4 separate regions of the Mus musculus genome follow, and all the other regions are linked to region 1. A link is a contact called in public HiChIP or PLAC-seq data. All regions are on one chromosome and are shown on one strand. The core of a region is the stretch at or near the end of the contact, and the rest is flanking DNA. Distances in the headings are between cores, read along the strand shown.

What was found. HiChIP or PLAC-seq counts read pairs in DNA pulled down with a chosen protein or histone mark.
Region 2: a contact with region 1 is called in an HNF4G HiChIP or PLAC-seq map of pancreatic cancer cells. The contact joins two enhancer-like sites. A contact is called at or near these places in 10 of 484 Hi-C or Micro-C datasets (the C10 cell line, the HL-1 cell line, the N1E-115 cell line and 6 more) and 1 of 115 datasets of contacts at active chromatin or transcription factors (pancreatic cancer cells).
Region 3: an HNF4G HiChIP or PLAC-seq map of pancreatic cancer cells shows a contact between it and region 1. The contact joins two enhancer-like sites. A contact is called at or near these places in 5 of 484 Hi-C or Micro-C datasets (the C10 cell line, the N1E-115 cell line, differentiating spermatogonia and 2 more) and 1 of 115 datasets of contacts at active chromatin or transcription factors (pancreatic cancer cells).
Region 4: an HNF4G HiChIP or PLAC-seq map of pancreatic cancer cells shows a contact between it and region 1. The contact joins two enhancer-like sites. A contact is called at or near these places in 2 of 115 datasets of contacts at active chromatin or transcription factors (bone marrow-derived macrophages and pancreatic cancer cells).

The regions. Positions count from the first base shown.
Region 1 is chr5:66,075,571-66,078,965 of GRCm38.p6, reverse strand. All of the region lies in intron 3 of Rbm47 (RNA binding motif protein 47), which reads left to right. Among named protein-coding and RNA genes, the nearest start is that of Gm40310, 67 kb to the right of the region's middle. Within about 2 kb of position 1,300, at least 85 of the 459 cell types and tissues checked have an H3K27ac peak or open chromatin away from gene starts, as enhancers often do. A contact at or near this core is called in bone marrow-derived macrophages and pancreatic cancer cells, where this site is marked.
Region 2 is chr5:66,373,276-66,376,583 of GRCm38.p6, reverse strand. All of the region lies in intron 9 of Apbb2 (amyloid beta (A4) precursor protein-binding, family B, member 2), which reads left to right. Among named protein-coding and RNA genes, the nearest start is that of Nsun7, 120 kb to the right of the region's middle. Within about 2 kb of position 1,998, at least 32 of the 459 cell types and tissues checked have an H3K27ac peak or open chromatin away from gene starts, as enhancers often do. A contact at or near this core is called in pancreatic cancer cells, where this site is marked.
Region 3 is chr5:66,397,798-66,400,934 of GRCm38.p6, reverse strand. Apbb2 (amyloid beta (A4) precursor protein-binding, family B, member 2) reads left to right here. Exons shown (of 17, transcript NM_001201413.1): 6 at 654-859. Among named protein-coding and RNA genes, the nearest start is that of Gm52775, 100 kb to the left of the region's middle. Within about 2 kb of position 1,819, at least 22 of the 459 cell types and tissues checked have an H3K27ac peak or open chromatin away from gene starts, as enhancers often do. A contact at or near this core is called in pancreatic cancer cells, where this site is marked.
Region 4 is chr5:66,522,766-66,526,146 of GRCm38.p6, reverse strand. The region is part of intron 2 of Apbb2 (amyloid beta (A4) precursor protein-binding, family B, member 2); the gene reads left to right. It overlaps Gm52775 (a long non-coding RNA gene), which reads right to left. Exons shown (of 4, transcript XR_003955743.1): 4 at 1-3,381. Among named protein-coding and RNA genes, the nearest start is that of Gm52775, 21 kb to the right of the region's middle. Within about 2 kb of position 1,831, at least 120 of the 459 cell types and tissues checked have an H3K27ac peak or open chromatin away from gene starts, as enhancers often do. A contact at or near this core is called in bone marrow-derived macrophages and pancreatic cancer cells, where this site is marked.

The sequences.
Region 1 (3,395 bases), core at 51-2,550:
CGCTGTATATATCTATGGCTCGCTTGGAGTTTACTGTATAGATTAGACTGGCCCCGAACTCACGGAGACCCACCTGCCTCTGCCTCTGAAATGATGGGATTAAAGGTGTGTGATACCACACCCATCAGTTTGTTTGTTTTGAACGAGCTCCAGTTGGCCTAGAAATGGCTGGGCAGCCTAGGCTCACTTCCAACTCCATTGACCCTCCCTCCTAAGCTTCCCAAGTACTGGGATTGTAGGAATGAGTAACCAACCACCTTTTGATTGTATTTAGTCCCACCCCATGAGATGGAACCCACACCACACACTGGAAAAGTAGTTAAGAACCTGAGACTAGATAGGTCAAGGTCACTAGGGGGAAGCCTACAGTTATTCTGCTAAGGGAACATAGCACCCAGTGGTGTGTTGCTATATCTGTAGATCAGAACATCATTAAACCCTCACCACTTAATATTGTCTGTTATCGTTCACTAACATTTCTGGGTTGTCAGACCTATCCATCCCTCCACTTATCCATCCATCTATCTATCCATCTGTCCATCCACCCATCCTTTAACTGTTTATTAAAAGCTCATTCTGGGATGTGTTCTCATCTCTCAGTTCTTTTTATGGCATTGTTTTGAGGGAGGGTCTCACTGTGTGCACAGGCTGGCTTTGAACCTGTGGCAGTCTTCCTCAGTCCCCAATTCAGGGACTCCAGGTGTTTGCCCTTTGCCTGGTTCCATTTTTCAGTTCTTCAACATTACTTCTTGTGCTTCCTCCTCCCAGTCCTGCGTTAACAATTATCTGTCATCATAGTCCAGCTTTGGCTGGCATGGATCTTAATAAATACGGAGTCTTGCAGTCTATACACTTCTGGTGTTACTCTCTTGGCGCTTATATCTGTGATATTTGCCCAGGCTCTAATTTATTAGCTCCTTTGCTGCCTAGTTTTGCTTTGTAGGAATAGACCACATTTTAAAAAAAAAAATTATTTCAGGAGTTAAAACTATGAGCGTGAGCTTAAAAAAAGTCATGCCTCCGTGTGTCAGCTCTTCACAAAGTTGGGTGACCTCACAAAGGGTGGGATAGAAATGTTATCACCTGAGAGGGCAGAGGGAGGACCACTTTGAGGGAGTGTGTTTGCTAAGCACTCTGCGTGAGCCATTTATTTAACGGAAGCAGTTGTCTCAGGAGCAACTGCAGCTGTCTTGTATGAGGAGCCCGGCCCGAGAAGCTTTGCCAGGTTACAGTGGAGCCTGACTCAAGGTGAAAAGCATTTACCACACTAGGGAGCAATCTTGTTCTAGAGAAGGCTGTTGGGGCTCTGCCACCGCGATTTCCTAAGAGTCTCTCCCTCACTCGTTTCAGTGCTAACAGTTGAATCAGGGCTTCCTTCGTGCTTGGCAAGGGACGGCTTCTGAGCTGTACACCCCAGCCCCAGTCAGCCTTACAGAGTACCGGGAAGAGGCGATCCTCTGTTAGAAAGCCAGCCATTGGCTTGAGCTTTCTCTCTTTTGTAATTCATCTGTTTTGAAGATAAGACTTTCTGGGCTCTAACTTGTTTGTTTTACTTATGATTTTTTTCTTTGAGATTTTTTTTTTTTACTGTATTCATTTATTTCGGGGGGGGGGGGGGGGCAGACACATGCCCCAGCACCTGTGTGTGTAAAGCTCAGAGGGCAATTTGAATAGGTTCACTTCTTCCTCCACAGGGGTCCAAGGACTTGATCTCAGGGTTGACTGAGTCATGTCACCAGCCCTTGCTCGAAACTGATTCTTCCTCACTAACTACAGAGATTCTCAGCCCCGTATTCAGCAGCCTTCAAGTTTTTTCCTAAGTTCAAGCTTTGCTATGCTTGGATAAAGAATAACTGTCATCGTAAGAGAGCTAAGTGAATTAAGGCTGAGTTACTGATTTCCTGGGAGTCAAAGGTCCCTGTTTTAAATAGAACCAGAGGAAGTCCTTACAACGGGGCTCAGGCTCAAGGGGACACCTTGGGAAGAGGAGTTCAGGGAAAGGAACGTTCTGGGGAAAAAAGCTGCACGTCTTGTCCAGAAGGTCCCTTCTCGGAATAATAAAAGACAGCGTGTGTCTTCACAGTACTTCCTCCTAGCTGTGAATGAGAGGGACTCTGTTCTAAACTTGGCCTTGGTGTGTGACGGAGCTGTGTGTGTGAGATCTTGTCAGTGAGGCCCGATGGCTGCATGGTCCACTCTCTCCCCAGGGGCATCCGTGAAACTACCCTGAGAGTGTCTCAACTGAATATCTCACATCGCTTCTAGAAAGAGCAAGGGTTCCTGCTTTCTGTGCAGTCAGAGTTCGTTTTCCTCACTACTGGTAGAGAGCCTTTCATAGGACACTACTTTAAAAAAAAAAATCACCAGCTGGCCTTGAATATCTTTAACTTTATGGACAACCACAGCGGCAACATCTTGTAATTGTACAGTTAAAAAGAAAAGAAAAAAGAAAAGAACCCACCCCCACCCCCCCACTTTCTTGGCCTGGAGAGATTGGTCAGTGGTTCTTTTCCCGAGTTTAGTTGGTACCCTTTCATGGGTGCTCACCACAACCTGTAGTGCCAGCTCCAGGGCATCCTCTTCTGGCCTCCGTAGGCACCTTGACACTGGTGCAACCCCCACACCCCCAACACACCTGTAAACACAATTTATAATTCAACACATCTTTTAAAAAACTCCTTTCTCAAATAAACTCCATGTCTACCATTAGCTTTAGTCTTGCGATGTTAAATGAGAACGTTGAAATAAACGATATGACCACCTATCTGGCTAGGAGAAGAGCTGACGTGTGGACTTTCCGCCTCCGTGGACCCAGCTCTTCTCTCTCTGGCCCCACTCCTGCCACCCGCACAGTGTGTGGTGACCTGTGTCAGCATTACCTTTGGTCTACGGGGGCCTCTCAGAACACAGACTTCATGGTGTGCCTTCCATGTGTGAGACACTGCACCAAGTGCGTTAGGGGTTCACCCCTAGCCCCCACACAACTCTGCTAGCTCGGAATCCTTCACCCTTCTCACTGAAGGGAACCAAGGCTCGGAGCAGTCGGATGATCTGCATAAAGCCATATATTTGCCATGTTCACCCTGTCAGCTGCCTGCCACAGGTCTGAAGAAAGCCCTGCCTTTCCCCTATCTTCATCACAGTGGAGCTCAATGCAAGGGGCCTTAAACAATTTCTTTTCCTCCTAAGTCTTGACTTTTATCCACACCATGCCCCCTGATGGATAGATGTTGTCTTTGTAACTAGACATAGATGTGGGTTAGATTCGATTTTTAACTTAGCCTTTAACTTTCAGAGCCGAAGGAAAACCAGGGTTAGGGGCTAGGAGGTCAGTGGGCCTGCTTGGTAGGCTTGGCAGGGACCTCTTTGCGGGGAACCCTGGAATAGAGGTGGCT
Region 2 (3,308 bases), core at 749-3,248, 300 kb before region 1:
GACTGGGACTCTGTCTAAGGAGGCTTGACAAGTAGATCTGTCTAGTCTAAATCAGATCAACAGGTGTTGGGTTTAAGAAGTCTCTCTGGGGTCAAGGGTATAGCTTAGCATTCATGAGACCATAGTCCCTACTGAAAATAAAAAAGTCTCATTTCCACCTCCATATCCCTTTCTGTCTTAGAGCCATAATGATGATGTACATTCTTTTCAATTTTGAACAGTTAAACAAAGTACTGTTGAGTTCTAGACTTGGCCCATATGGCTTGGGTGGGCAGGAATTGTTTAAATTGTCCTCTCCCAAAGCTTGTTCAGTGGCCACTGGTGAGTGGAGCCTTGCAGCATGAGCATCCCAGTCAGTATTGACCATGAGAGGTGGAGGAAGTGTCATTAGAGCAGTGCATGTCCATTTCCCATCGAGGAAATAAGACCTATGCAGTGCTTGGGACTCAGTCCCAGGACAGGATTCTGGATACCCAGTGTGTAGACCAGGAATCCACTAGATGCTCACTTAAAGGACTCCAGATACAGGGAGACCTCAGGATGCCCCTCTGCCATAATATCCCAGGGCCCTTCCCTATGAGTTCCAATTTCCAGACCTGTTTGTAGAGCCCACCAGCTATTGCAGAGGGCATGTTTAAAGTAGTGATTCTCAGCCTGTGAGTCGAGACCCCCTTGGCAGATTTCTAATGAAGTAGCAACAAAAATAATTTTATGGCCGGGGTGGGTGGGTCACCACAACATGAGGAACTGTATTAAAGGGTCACAGCATTAGGAGGGTTGGGAACCACTGTCCTAAAGAGTCAGATAAGGATGCTGTTGGGAACTGAGCAGTGACTGCCCGAGGGAAGAGCCACTCTCCTGATCTACATCTGAGCACTTGGAATTGAGCATCATCACACTTAACCCCGACCACAGGCTATGTGAGTGGCCGGATGAGTCCTTTTAGATGACCTCCATGCCAGCTGGTGTGGCTCATTCCGTCGGTCATTTGAAGCTAGTGCTCATCAAAGCTAGCACACTGAGCACGCCCCTCGATCGCCTGCAGTGCTTTGTATGTTTGGCGCGAGTCTTCAGACTCTTAGTGTTCCCCAGAACCAAAGTGCTGCTGTTGTCTCTGTTGGTGTAGGGAACAGAGGCACAGGGCAGCTCAGTAACTGGTCCTATGTCACTGGGGAATTAAGTAGAGTGCTAGGGATTATATCTGAGCGTCGTGGCTTCAGAGCTGACCCAGTGAACATTGCTGCTCTTCCATCCTAAAGGTAGTACTAGGCCTCTGCTTAGAGATGCACCAGTTTAATCCTCCATAGCACCTGCAGAGGCAGTGGCTTCCCTCCAGTGATGCAAGCGGGGAAATGAAGGGCAGTGAGCACAATGAGGGTACAGGCAGCAAGTAGCAGTCCCCGACCCCCAGCGAGGTCTACTCATTCTTGCCGTGATATTTCCATGTGTCTTAGATGAAGCTGCAGGTCCCTTGTTCAGTTTCATGGTGGCGGTTTTCCTGTCCTGTGAAGTCCCAGATCGTGGTGCCTCACACCCCGTAAGAGATGAAGCTCAGCTGCTTGCTTACTGTGTCACCTTAGACAGTTCAGCCATTTGCTCTGTGCCTCTACCTTTCATTCCGAAAACAAGAAATGCAGCACCTGAGCTGGTGGTATGAGAACATATTTTGCTGAATGCTATAAACTTGGGCTGTGATCTGTAAGTGGCACAGAATAAGCCCCTAATAAACTATCTCTGCCAATAAGATGATGGACTTTGTAATATACATACAAGCTTGTGCTTACACACACACATATACACATACACACAGAGTCTATTCCATGAACATTTTTGAAACATTACACTCCATATCTAAAGTAAGCATACCTCTGTTCAAATTTTCTATTAATTAATAGGGCTCAATGCCAGGCTGGTTCCTAGACAGGCAGTGACTAATACAAGCAAGTATGCTTATACCACATCACACCCCTGAGGCCTGTCTCTGGCACCAGGGGAGAATCTCCCAACATCCTGCCTGGTAAAATGCCGGCACGGGCACTTCTGCATGCACCTCTGCTGCTCAGCTTACTATGAGCGGCCGATCAGAAACCAGAGTGGACTTGCAACAGAGGGCAAACTTTCTCCTCAGCCTGTGCTTGCATTGAACCAGGGTGGCACTTGCATTTCCCTGTGTAAATTAACAAGTTGGCATTCTGGCACGTTCTTTTAAGTTTCTATGACTTGTTTCTGACGGGATGGTTCAACCCACTCGTCGGCTCAGCAACAGCCACCACGGGCTGGGCCTTTCAATGGTGTATAGGCAGAGTTGATGCAGACTAGGAAGCACCTTCCCAATAATGCCATAGATAGTTGTGGGTGGATACTGGAGATATTTCCATGTGTGTCACCCCTTACCAAGTGGCACGGTATACATGCTTCATGAACATGACCTTCATAGATGGGCCAGGCAAATATGAGTAGAGCACAAACTTTCACAATAGGACTGTCTTGCTCAGGAAGCAGGAAGAGCACTAGTGGGCCCGGTGTCCCAGAAGGCCCCTGAGTGGTGGTTTCTGCCTGAGCACCCATCACGTTGTTGACAGCCTGTGGAGGCAGTAGAAGCAGCTGATACATTTGCTGAGGCCAATGCTGAATGTGTTCTGGGGCCTCCCTGGCCAAGGTCACTGCCATAGTGAATGAATAATTCACCAGGCCAATGACTTTTTTCCCTTCAAGAGGGAAACTGGGTCAAACTCCACTCAAGGGATCCCCCAGACACCTGTCCCCACAGGACCCACAACGTCCCGGAGTTGAAAAGCATTTCGCTGTTTCCAAACAGTCACAAAGCCTGATTTCATTTAGGAGCATGACCGTGGTGACAGTGGTGTGCATTCATTCCTGCCTGGAGTAACCGCCGTTGGCTCATGACATCCCAACAATGGAGGCCACATCCCACCAGGGTATTTGAACTTGAACGGCCAGCGCCTTCTCAGTGTTGTGGAGGTTGTGTTGCGTTAAGGCCTTTTGTTTACTGGACAATCAAAAGATCTGGCTCAGAATAGAAACCGGAGCTGCTGCAGTCCCTCGGTAATGGTATGAAGAAGAGCAAAGCAAAGCGCTGGCTGGTTTTATTGTATTGTTTGAGACAGGGAGACAAGGAGTCACTGTGTAGCTCAGGCTGATCTTGGACCTGTAATCCCCCTGGGTCAAGTGCTGGGATTACAGGTGTTCACAACCAGACAGAGGGTGATCCTGTTCTACCCCATCCCCCACTTTCTTATCTCTTGAGAAAGCATCACAAAACAGAGAAGATCAAATAGAATGAATAT
Region 3 (3,137 bases), core at 570-3,069, 320 kb before region 1:
GATTGGATTTGAATGTCTTTGGACTCTGCAGATGGTTGCCCATTTGCCACACTCTCCACCATTCTGTATAGCCTCTCACTCCCACCTTCTTCCATGTGTTTACATTACTGACCCAGTTTTGAAGCCAGTCTGGCCTTTTGTTGAATTCCACAGCTATTTATTTCAGCTTGTTCTTCCTAAAAGTGTGCAGTGCAGAGTCCTGGAGTCCTCAAAAAGACACTGCTCCTCTGTGGGTGTCTGGATGCAAACCAGTGCTTTATCTATAGAAAGCGGTTACAGAAACTTAGACTTATAGCCAGGAAGGATGTATAATGCCAGTCAGTCAGTCTGATTGACAGCGGGATCCGGCAGGCTCTGTACGTAAACAATTGGAATTTGTCTTCACGTTTGGTTATGATTCATGGAGCTTTAGCTTGAGGTTCTTGGAGGTATGGGGTGACTTGAAAATAAGGTCATTATACCAGAGATGGCCACCAGTCTTTCCAGTTCTGTCTCCTCTCAATTACCCCTTTCACCACATTTTATATGGTAGGTTCTTCTCAGTTCAGTGCAGACATTTCTGGGTGTCGGGTTTGCCTGGCTGTTGGAAGTTTTCTTTTTCTCCTTTAATAGTGTGGTTTTTTTTTTCTCTCTCTCTCTCCATCTCCCAGCAGATATCTGGAGTGATCACTCATTTCAGACAGATCCCGATTTGCCGCCGGGCTGGAAGAGAGTCAATGACATTGCCGGGACCTATTACTGGCACATCCCAACAGGGACGACTCAATGGGAACGGCCTGTCTCCATCCCAGCAGATCTCCACGGCTCTAGGAAAGGGTCACTTAGTTCTGTAACGCCATCGCCCACCCCAGAGAATGAGGTAAAGTGGACTGTCTTTTTACATGTTCACTAGATGTAGCTCAGTTTCCTTTCAGGCCAGCATCCTCCGCCCCACTGGGGTAAGCCTTGTGATGGCCACCCATGTTGGATGTAAGAGCTCAGTAGTGCTTCCTCTTCATAAATAGTGCTAATGTCTATTTCTCCTTTTAATGGATCCTGATTTCTTGAAACACCATTCTAGGTACAAAAACCTAGAGGAGCTGATTAATGGGAAGGGGCTAAGTTTCCCCAGGGCTCGTGGAGACAGTAATTTACTCTGCAGGCACCATCGCATGGTGCTGGATCCATGAAATATTTACGCGTAGAAGAACGTCTCTTAGCCAGACGTGTTATAATTATCATGTATCTTATTAGCCTTGGGTTCATTTGCTAGCATGCAGAAGATGTCTTACAGAAATAACCCTTGAGAGCACTTAGATGCTTAATTCCTATTTAAGGAGAAAAAAAAAAAAGGAGATGTGTTTATTTAGCAGAAGTGACATTATTTTAGAAATAATTAGCCACATAAATTCCGGGCATCCCTGAGGAAGAAATTGGGATGTTTAAACAAAGAATTGAGGCCTTAAAAAATTTCATTGTGGTGTTCATTCACCCTGAGGCAAATATTTGTCAAGCCTAGCAACAGCACACTCAAGAGAATTATCATTGGGAAAGGTCACAGCCAAGTGACGGCCTATTTATTTATTTATTTATGTCAGTGGCTTCTCTAGCAGCCTATCTTTTCTGCCTTCCCTCTACTTTTTCTTTGATGATAAATCCTTTGTTCCTTAATGTTTAAAGCCCACTTTCTCTGCATTTGAGAAATTGGTGCATTTGAACTTTACCCCTAACCGGCCCCACTCTTCTGTATTTGCATAGCCACAGCCCCACTTCTCCACCTTTAGAGAGATGGGTTGGAGCTAGCTATACCCTCTTTGGTAGATGAGAGCCTTGGCTGGTTTGGACTTTGCCCTGGTCATCTGACATGTTGATTCATTACCACTTAACCACGTAGGATATTGCGGCTTAGCCCTAGATGGTTTTGATAGCTTCTCACTGAAGCCTAATAGTTGTACATCCAGAGCAACTTCTAGTCAGTGATTTATTAACCTTGTAGTATGTGTACTTGGGATAAAAATAAACTAGTGCAGCTCTAGCCTTCAACAAGTTTGTTATGAAGGAGTCTGTCCCCAGCCCATCTCAGACATATCCTGGACTTATATCTTATGCTACAGATGGCGTCCCCAGTGCAGAGCCAGCCAGTATCCGCCTCTGTTATATCCTCCTGGTATACTGTGTTCCTCTATCCTAACTGTCCAGTTGTGTTCAACAGTAGATGACCTACAACCAGGAAAGTGCATCATAGATAGAAAATCCAAGGCACAGGGCTATCAATGACACACAGCAGTACCCAGGGCCTCTGAATCCTTGGCCAGGATTATCTCAGTGCCCCTGGCTCTAGGTGTCCAATGTCCTCTGCCTCCTGTTGTCCCTGAAGTCAGGAGGTTGGACTAATTTGAGACCCACTCCCTAGTCCAGGTGTCTCACATCCCCCACACTTAGAAGAGATCGAGTCTTTCTTGTGCCTCCCTGGTGGAGTCCAAGGAGGGGACTCTGAGCTTGTGTAGCTTCTCTTTGTATTTCTTTGCTCAATATAGCAGAGTCTTGTTTTGGTGTTTTCTGCAAATGTCTTAGGAGGAATGCAGCAGAGATGGGCAGCTGGTACTGGGTAAAACTCAGGTAGGAGAGGGCCTCCCCCAGCCCTGGGATCTTGGGGCCTCTTGTCTGTTCTCTTCCATCTCCGTGCCTGCTTCCTATCCTACTCATTGTTCAGGGCCCCTTCCTCAGCTCCAAAGGACTTATCTCATCTTCTTTGTTCTTCGGAGTTTTTGGCCAGGCCAGCGTCTTGTCTCAGTAGTCCCACAAAACACACACCTGTTACCGAGGTTAGTTGCCTCTCCCATTTTGACACACACGAAAAAAAGCTAAGTGGTCTTCACAAGATCACAGAGCCAGTGTATGGCAGAATCGAACTTGAACTTTGATCTGTGGACCCCCTGCTTCCACTCCCAGACTTGACACACTCTGTTAGGAAATAGAGTCTCTCAGATCTCGTCATCTCACAGGAAGGGCTCTCCATATCACATGCAAAGCCAGCCAGAAAATGACTACTTAATAACCGCCGTCCCAGGTGCTGATGACAGCGGAAGAGAAATGATTATTTCGCCAGCTCCATCTCTTTGATCCCTAAATAGAATCTATTTCAACTAATTTCAAAG
Region 4 (3,381 bases), core at 582-3,081, 450 kb before region 1:
CCATCTAGGAAAACAACAGCAGTAGCTCCTGCACTGGCCTGTGAATTCCACAGCCTTGAGCTTTTGACTGAGTTTGCAGTACACACATGCATGTGCTGCATTGGAGCCGGCCTCAAGCCTCCCCGGAGCATGGCAGTTTCTGGGATATATTAACATTTAGATTCTTGAAGTTCTAGGCTTGAGATCACAGACCTGGGGACTTGGGGTGGTCTGTTCATTTTGCTGTTAGAGTTCCTATAGTCTCTCTGCCACTTGATGTAGAGGAGGAGACCAGGATCCTAGTGAAATCACTGGAGGGCTTGAAGCCTGAAGTGTCTGAAGGTTCTGTGAGGGGAGGGTTAGCAAGGTAGGGAAGAGTAAGTTTGGAAACTCCACATCATACATTCCACCGAAGAGCCTAGGAGAAGTGTGCTCCCCAGATACACCCCCCATTCCTGTGTTCTTATTCAAACCATTTGCTAAAATGACTGGCTGTTATGTAATAAGTCTTAAGAGGTAATTTATGACAACAGCAAGAATATTGACCCCACGGGTGTGGTGGAACTTGTCTCTAGCCCCATCACCTCAGAGTCCCAGGCAAAAGGATCAGGAGTTGAAGGCTGGCCTGAACCTTCTTCTGCCATCACATGGAACAGATGTTGCATGACATACAAAGAAGAATGGCGGCAATTTCCCAGCCAGTCGTCCTCTCTGCATTGTTTCCATTCTTCCCTATTTGCTTTTAGCTGTGTGAGACCCCTGTTTCCAAAAACAAAGCCAACCCACAAGCAGATCTGTATTCCTTCTTTTTAGTCTTTTAGAAATGGACTTTTAGGTTTACAGAAAGGAGGGAGGCAGCGCAGAGAGTTCCCGTGTAGTTCTCTGCCTCGGTCCCCCTGTTATTAACATCTTACAGTACTGTGGCACATGTGTTGTGAATTTGTGGACTGACAGCAAGTCCCTGCTCTGTTCACATGTCTCTAGGTTTGACTGCAAGTCAGATCTGCCCTGTTTCACTTCCTGCTTTCTCTCCTCACATGAAACAACTCTTGCTTGACACACAGCAACATAGGAAAAGCAAGGAAGTTTCCCTGGATAACCCCCATCTTATTTCCATCGTTATTAGTATTCTTCCCTATTTTCCTGAGCTAAATACAAATATATAAATATAAATATATATATATGTATACACACACACATCATTATAGTTTTGACAAGCTGTTTTGAAGCAAATTATACATCTACAACATCCAAAATAAAGAAACAGCATTATTTAGAAACAGTACCATTATCATTCCCAACAACATTAATGCTGGCTCCTAAATGCTACTTAGTATTTGTTCATAGTGAGAGTCGCCAAATATAATCTCTTTTAATATCTTGAAATAATTTTAAATTAGAATCTGGGCAGAGGACCGTGTGTCTCATTGTGCTTTCTCATCAGCACTGACGTCTGTTTAGCTTGCAAGTGAGATAGCAAGGAAGGCCTGAGGCTCCGGAGCATAGGGAGGTTGTGGCAGTCCCTCGCACCACCCCTCTCTATTGTAGTGTGATTTAAAAAAAAAAAAAAAACAAAAACCAACCAACCAACCAAACAAACAAACAAACAAAAAACAATGCACATTTCAATAAAATAAATGGGTAAAGTCCAAATGAATCCTGACTTTCCCCCTCTCGGGGTGATGCCTGAAGCTGGTTTTGAAATCTCAAGTGATCACATTTGCCCAGCTCGACAAATGCTTCCTTATTTTAGATAAGAAGCCAGACTCAGAATTCGGTGTACAGTGACGCATTGTTTTCTGTTGAGCCCACGTCCCCTGGGTCTCAGCTTCCCAGATAGGAAACCACATCCTGAATAGCACTGAGTAGACACCACAGACATGATTTGTGGCTCCGCTGCATTTGCAAGCCTTATATAAGTCTTGGTTTTAATCCTTAGGGTGGAGTTTCACAGCGAGTTTCACAATTTTCCTTTAAGGCCAAAAAAAAAAAAAAAAATTAAAATAAAATAAAAATAAAAAAAAATAAAGTAAAGAGAGGACTGTGGGTGGAATCCTAGTTTGAATACACAAAGCCTGCGTGGTAGCCTTACCTGGAAGTGAGAAGAGAGTTAAGAGCTGACTAGGGTGCTTTGCTTTTAACTCGAAGAGTCCCTGGTATACTGTGAGCCGCTAGGGCTTCTTCCCGCTCTAGCTCTTGCTGGACCATAGACACCTGAAATCTGAAAGTGTCTGGAGTAGCTGTCGGGGGATGCCTACCCGCTGGGGCTGCCTGGGCTACAACCCACAGACTGTAAGAAGCTCCCGCTGGGACCCCAGGAGAGGGCTGCACACTTTGGCATGGTTCCCTATGAAATGCTTTGGTCGCACTACAGAGAGGAGTGGCACTCTTAGGAACATTTCCCTCTTTCTTCTGTGCAGATGTGCAGCGAACTCTTCCTTAATTTACCCCATGGAGTCTTGTTGCAGAACTCAGCTCACTGTGAGAAGAACGCTTTGTTTCTACTGCCGTGGGGTTCTGTTGACTCACTTGGAAGAGGCTCAGCATAGCACCTGGCTGCTTTCTTTTCTGTCCTTAATTTCCATTGTCTTTCCTTATTGTATTCCAACTGAGTGGATTCTCCTGTTATCTCTCTCTTCCCAGGGAACCCAAGAAAAGCAATGCTTGTACACCGTAACTCTGTATGTTGAGGGTAATTACTGTTTTCTTTTACTTTCCCTGTTCAAATGAGAAGAGAGGGGAATTACTAAATATATCAATATTGTCTCTTTAGTCTTTTTAACATCCTTAAATAAAGAGGTTGCCTTGCTGAATGGAAATGTCCAAACATACAACTTTTGCTCTGGCATGTGTATGTTTAGCGTTTAAATATTTTATTTCCGGTAGCACAAGTCATCACAGAGTTACTTGAAAATTCTAGAAGAGCAGGAGAAGGAATCCAGAGACAATGACATTAACATTTTTTAATCTGTGTGCTGCCTTCTTAGACTCCAGGTCATGCTCAATAGCATTAGCGCGTCTTGGGAGGTTGTTAGAAATGCAGTCTTTTTTTTTTTTTTTTTAAGCAGAACAAAATAAACAAACAAACAAACAAAAAAAAACCCAACCAAACAAAAAGAAATGCAGTCTTGGATTCTAACACAGACACTCTGAATCCTAACTTGACTGCATTGTGTTTACATGTCACTAAAATTTGGGGGTGCCGCTCTAGAATTCATCACCTAGGGAAGCAGATGAATAGAGACCCCGACAGCCAAATTCGGTGCTCAGGTCTTTATGTTCTCTGTCACTGTTTCTTGAGATAGCCTTCAGTATGTGACGAAGATAAAAGTAAAGTCATTAAAACAAACAAACAAGTTGCTTTAGAGAGAAACTTGGCTGTCTCACAGGCAGTCATTTCAT